Regions from separate parts of the Sus scrofa genome. Here region 2 is linked to region 1. The links are chromatin contacts, called in public Hi-C maps. All regions are on one chromosome and are shown on one strand. Each heading gives the region's core, a stretch centred on a gene start, on an enhancer-like site or on the middle of the called end of the contact. The rest is flanking DNA. Distances are from core to core; before and after follow the strand shown.

The links. A called contact is a pair of places that touch in the nucleus more often than the background predicts.
Region 2: a Hi-C map of liver shows a contact between it and region 1, with 2.0 times the contacts expected there. The contact joins two enhancer-like sites. A contact is called at or near these places in 23 of 47 Hi-C or Micro-C datasets (adipocytes, alveolar macrophages, blood and 15 more) and 2 of 2 datasets of contacts at active chromatin or transcription factors (alveolar macrophages and skeletal muscle).

Annotation. Positions count from the first base shown.
Region 1 is chr13:139,749,519-139,752,766 of Sscrofa11.1, reverse strand. It overlaps LOC102162379 (a long non-coding RNA gene), which reads right to left. Exons shown (of 5, transcript XR_001303087.2): 4 at 3,187-3,248; 5 at 213-2,964. Among named protein-coding and RNA genes, the nearest start is that of NDUFB4, 21 kb to the right of the region's middle. Within about 2 kb of position 1,621, at least 50 of the 83 cell types and tissues checked have an H3K27ac peak or open chromatin away from gene starts, as enhancers often do. A contact at or near this core is called in fetal liver and liver, where this site is marked.
Region 2 is chr13:140,294,593-140,297,840 of Sscrofa11.1, reverse strand. All of the region lies in intron 7 of GSK3B (glycogen synthase kinase 3 beta), which reads right to left. Among named protein-coding and RNA genes, the nearest start is that of NR1I2, 110 kb to the left of the region's middle. Within about 2 kb of position 1,665, at least 2 of the 83 cell types and tissues checked have an H3K27ac peak or open chromatin away from gene starts, as enhancers often do. A contact at or near this core is called in fetal liver and liver, where this site is marked.

The DNA of each region.
Region 1 (3,248 bases), core at 372-2,871:
AATAAGCCAGATGTCCCCAAGTGTCAGTCTGGAGAGACAGACAATGAGGAAGATTCCAGAGAGAATGTCACTGTGAGTGAAGATACTCTGGCAGAGTAGACCAGATCCAGGTGGAACACCTGAATGCTGGAGGGCAAGAGGTTTTAGGTAGAGTGCAATGCTGAGTCCCTCACCAGTTTTTCACCCGGAGCTCCTCAATCCCCGTCCCAAGGGTTCCAGTGTGTTCTGGGCTGGGTCTTAATTAAGAAGTGGAAAACCATGTCACTAGAGGTACAGTTATTCTGGTATGGGCATTTTCTCTAAAAGACCTGAAAAACATTGTTGGGCTGGTCCCATTGACCCCTGGAGATCAATGGGAGGGGGAGGTGGGCAGCAGCTTGGCAGCAACCAATGCTCAAGGCAGTACTGCAGGATGCAAGGGCAGCAGGCTAGGAGGACAGAGACAGGAGAAATATAACAAGACGACATGACCCAATAGCTAAGTGGTGAACCCGTGTAGAATAATTATTCTACATTTTATTTTAAGTGTTAGTTTTTGCCAGATCTTGAAATCTTTCAGAGCTCAGTCTGCAGTGGGTTCATCCCCATTTACATTAACATTTGCTAGTGAGCCAAGGACCATACAGAGAAATAACAAGAAAGAAACACTGACAGAAACACAGATTCAGAGAAAGGGGAATTACAGAAGGAGATACACATAAAGAGATACATAGACAGTTTGAGAAAATAGATGAAAAATAGAGGAAGACAGAAAGCAATTGAGGAGGGAAGAACAGAGAGAGAGACCTATTAAGACATCCAAGACCCAGCTAGTGTTCTGGGAGAAGCTAGCTGGCTCCCCTAGGACGAAAATCAGGCCGTCCTGGATTGAGCCTCCCAGGATTAAGAACCTAAGAGAAACCACAAAGATTCATTGTTTTGTTTATCCGGAGGTTTTGGCTCCTGGCAACTTCGGTGCCGACGTTCTGACACACTGCCTGAGCTCCCCCTGCTGGCGGCTCTGCAGAATCTCACCGTCTGGTTCCAGAGTGGGATCAGATTACGTAAGTCTTCTTCGAGATTGGCCCACCGTTTTCCTTTTTTATTTTATTTTTTATTTTTTTTTATTTTCTCAAGTTCCTAGTTCTCCGAAGTCTGTCCTGGGAGACCCAGCCCAAATAAGAGTGCAAGCGGGAGACTGGCTGAGCAAACGCTAGCTGAACATGTGCGACATACAAAGTGCTGTGGAAAGGCCTTTAGGGAGTTTATTTGGCCTTTAGTCTTCTCACTTCAAGTGTCCGTTAGAATTAAACTGACCTTCTGGGGATGGAGTGAGGGCACTTTCCTGCCCAGTTCTGACCAACTAGACCAGCTTTCCAAAGTAAGTCCTGGGAAATGCCTACGAGGGCAACAGTGATGGCGCGCCCTTCTTTTTTCCCTTCTCTTTCTCCCTGTTCATCTTCTTCCCCGCACAAAGAAGAGGAATTGCATTGTGCAAAACTCCTGGGACGGGAAGGAGAGAAACACAAATCTCCCCAAATGCCAAGCCGATCTTACTGCTAAGAATAACCTTTATCTCGGGAAGAAAGACAGAAGACCTGCCTCTCTTTCTTCCTCCCCGCTTCCCCCCAACCCCCACACTCTGTCGATGGTGGATTTTAAAGGGGCAGCAGCACCCACGCCTAAGAATACACTGAGCGCTGTTTTTCCTAAAGTGCTTGAGTTTTTGAGTCACAAAGTCCAGAGAGGGGCAACGTGGGAGGAGAGAACTTGAGTCCAGAGGACCAGGGACAGAGGTGAGGGAGGAGGCAAGAGGGAAATGGAGGGGAAGAGCAAGATCAGGACACAGGGATCTCTGTTCCACCCTGATCCTAGGCTTCTGCAGCCCTGAGGAGCAGACTGACAGGGGTAGGCAGACCCTTTGGGGGAGGGTGACCCTGGGGTGGGCAGTGGGCCCCCCACTCTGGCTGTATTTGAGGATCACCTTGAGGGAGGGGGCAGATTTCCAGACCTCTGGCTAGGATGTATGCTCACAGAAAGGAGTCCTTGTTCCCCTAAAAACCCGAACCATCTCTTGTCAAGGACTCTGGAACATCAGAAAGGATTCCCTTCTTTTGTTAACTAAAAACTAAATAGATTCTTACAGTGACCTGCATTGCAGAAAGTAGCAATGGCCCTTGGAAAAATGGAGCCACTTCTTTAGTCCTCTGTTCTGCCCTTGTCCACTGTTTCTTTCTCTTACCCACCTTCCCTCCCCTAGCTTTTTCCTTTCATCATGGGTTCAGCCTTTTGCTCACACTATCTTGTGGTCTCCCCAGGCTCTGGCTTCCTTCTCACTCACCTTTCATGTTCTCCTGCATTTGCTTCCTGGGCCAGAGTGCCCTCCTTGTGGAAGCAAGAGAAAGAAAGGATTGTCATGTCTGCTTGGGATCCCCAGATGCCTGATGCCACATAGCCTTTGAACAGGGCAAATGGATACCCTACAGAGCTTGAGGAGAGTCTATCTCTGGGTCTTTCTTTACTCACACTCAGTCTACAAACTACCACTGGAAAACTACTGGACGGTTGACAGCCCATACATTGTAGTACCTTCTATCTTGAACAGCCCTTGTCCATTTCTACCATGCGAAAGCATTTTAGTGACTCATGAGTCAATAGGAGCAGAAGTGCCTGGGCAGTGTGATAATAATAATGGTTATTTATCACAAATGAAAGTTATATTTCTATATAACTGAAACTGATCCAGTTCTGCTATTGTCAAATAAAAGGAAAAAGCCTAAAAACATCAAAAAGTAAAAAATTAAAGAGGAACACTTTTCAGAAGATGTCATTTCTTTGTATTTCTCTAGCTAAATAAATTGTAGCAATTTCCAAAATGTTCCTGGAGAAGAAACGATTTTAGAAGCAAACTCTTCAGTGGCTTTGTGGTGTGGGTTTGGGCTGCTTGTGACCAGTAGAGGGCAGACTTCAGTTGTAAATGGGAGCCTGCAGAGTGGACAACAGGGGAGAAAGGGCAATTTAGGATTCCAAGGTTGTAAACTGTTTATTTCATGCTACGCATAGCCCAGAGATCATAATCTAAGATTCTTGACATGACACGAGAGACTAGATTCCAGGAAATCAGTTCTAAGCAGGGAATGACATAACTGTCGATGTTGCTTTGCTTCTAAGATTAAAGCCTAGGCAGAAAAGGCTAGTTTTGCATACCTCCTCTGGGCGCTGCAAGCTGCTGTTTGTGAGTCACCCCAGTGACTAATCCCCAGCCTGGG
Region 2 (3,248 bases), core at 416-2,915, 550 kb before region 1:
AAGAAAAAATAAATCTTATTTTAAGTCCCTTTTTACAAATGCTTTGAAAATCCAAGCAGTTTTTGATACTCAGGGGTTAACTGGCATAATGAGATTCTGTTCTGATAATCTTACATATGAAATCAACCTCAGAAAGCTAAATGTTTGTCAAGCTTAAAAATGATTTTTCATCACTTTTAATTCCATTCTGCCTTATACTTTCAACTTACTCTGCAGATGATATAAATTCTAATTTTATTCTAAATATTTTGTAAAACTTTTATTAGAGAATAGGTAGGGAGTTAGCTCAGTTTATAAAATTCTTGTGTTACTCATTCTGTAAATTATTGGCATGGACATTTACGCCAATGAAATTTAATAAACAACAATTACAACAATCACTAACTTTTCTTATTAATTCACAGGTAATCCAAATTCATGAATGAACAATGATCTAGCAGCTTAGTTCAATTTAAATATTTACTGAAAACTATTTTGGTGCCCTCAGATATTAAAACATACCAATAAAACAAAGTCCCTCCTCAGAAAGTTTATAAAATAATTAGGCAAGACTACCACATATAAAATTTATGAAGTTTGCTGTACAATTGTTCATTTTTTGCATACATTCAAATTCAGAGAGAAGTGCATCTATTTTATTGGGCAGAGAAAAACAGACTAACATAGAGTCCCTAGTTACCAAACATTGACTAACATTTCAAAAAAAATTGAGACAAATTGGGCACATGTAAGACCACCTTTCATGGAAAACTCAAATCTATTTTGAAGTCCTAATTAGCAGAAATGACAATGTTTGTTTAAAATATAAAATGTCCTAATAACGTTTAACTTTGAAAGTTAACCTATAGACAGGATCAATAGGATTCAGAGCTTTACCTCGAGTGCGTGTGTATGCGCACACCGCCCCCACCCATGTCTATTAACCTCAATGTAATGTATAACTTCAGGTCACCAAATAGGTGGTAAACTAATACTGATATTTCATATATCCTGGGCAGTACTACTTAAGAGTGTAAAAGGGACTGAGAAGCTTGATATTCCAAACTGCCCCGGGATGTTAGTTCTACTATATCATCCTCAGTAGGGTGATGACTATGTATAAATACAAGATAGCAAGATAACATATAAACGAAAAGAGTGTTTTATTTTAGAGTTGGCGTACTATGACAAGTTGATCATGGACCAACTTGCAACAAATAAGCCCTAAAGAAAAACAAAGTCTTAAGCCATTAATAACCAACAGTTTCTACTAAAATTAAATAAGCACAAAACAATATGAGCAGAAAGTTGAATTACAAGGACAAAAAGTGGTAATATAATCTCTGGACTTAAAGGTTTATAAGATATGATGGCAAGGATGAGATATATACTTACCACAGATATCTACCTTAGCTTCCTGAGCAATTTCATTTGTATCATGTATGAATTCGTTAAAAGTAATGACAAGTAATAAATCATTACAAAATTCTAAACTATAATCCTAGAGAAATGACACAGTTCTAATATTCCAAACATATATGATAAATAGAATGGCAATATGCTCAAAGAACTATGTAACTGAAAACCCAGGGATAGAAGAAATGCTGACTGGTTGTACTAAATAATGATCAGCAAACTATGGCCCAATCTCTGTTTTTTGCAGGGTTCATGAACTATGGTTGGACTTTAAAGATAACCATTTGCAATCACTTTGATGATACAAAACACTGACTTTGAACTCCAGTTAAGAGAAATGTTATAGCATCTCCCCCCAAAAATTCCATTCCTCTAATTAGTAGGCTCATTTTATTCAATTATTATATTAGTTTGAATTTCATCAATGAAAAATTTGTGGAATATTTTCTTTTGTTATATATCTGATATCCTTAATTTGCATTTTAGCCCACAAGTGTTTTAATATTTTACCTAGCCTTTTACAGAAAGTTTGCCAACTCCTGTATTAGAATACTAATTTTAATAATAATAAGGAATATACACAGGCCTTTTAAGAAACAAGGAAATCAAACTATCTGAACTTAGATTTGAATTTAGTGTGAGAATCAGGAAGGAAGTAGATCTGTTGATCTAAAATTAAGGGTTCAATCTGAAACTAAACGATGGTTACAAAAAAAAAAAAGACAGCAAATACCAATGGTCTCAGGTAAATATCTTAAGACATTACATAGATTCTTGCTCACATGTTGGTGTTTTCAACTACACTTGCATACACTGATACCTAGGAAAATCATCTTATCAAAAGTAACATATTTTTATAAAATACAGTACAAGGATTCTAAAATAACTTAATCATAAGTTACTCCTTAGTCCAGGATACAACTAGCTACTGAGGAGTCAAGCCCTCAGTGCAATAAAAACTAAATTGAAGCTGTCCAGATACAGAAAAGGCTGTATTCCAAAGTATCCGATGCTGGAAGTATTTAAGAAAACAGTTGAAGACCACTGTCAGGAATGTAACTAAGAAGGTTCTTTCATTTGATGGAGAACTGGACTACTTAACCTTTATGGAGATTTTTAATTTTTCACTTCTATGAGACATTTGGAAAATCAAGAATAAAGCCCAACAGGCAGTTGGTGTTATTGCTTTGGACAAACTATAACCTTTCAACCAATCTAGTGGTCTAAATACAGAGACATCAGGTATTTTTAATGGGGGTGAGAACTTATTTAAGATCTCAAGTGTTAAAAACTTTAAAATTGCAGTGCTGCTTTCCTTAAGAGACAATATTAATTCTAAGATAATAATTCTTTGGATCTGGTGTTTTTAATAAAGGTATTGACAGACCTAATAAATAAAATTGTATTAAACCCATAAGTCAAAATTATGCTTCTATCAAGCGTTCTACTAGTACATATCATACTTTCATTTTATAAATATTTAAATATTGAATAAATACAAGCATCTCCTATGTGCTCGGTAGAATATTACAAGCAGAGAGCACACGGTGAGCAAAAATAGACACAGCTTGTGTTTTTATTCGGTTTATATACATTTTAGTGATCTATGGCTTTTAAGTATCTTCAATAACAGATATATTTCTTTTTTGCATCAGATAGCCAAAATAGCTTTTCCAGTATCACACAAGAGAAGAATAATTCAATTAGATAGCAAAAGGCTGGGTTCTTATATTTCTTTTATAGCTGAACTTGCTCTGTGATCTTAGATCCCATTTGTCCATTTCCTAAATTTTTCATGGGTGTATGAGAGATATGGATTCTTAAGAGAATAGCAACAAGATTCCTTCAAAAAT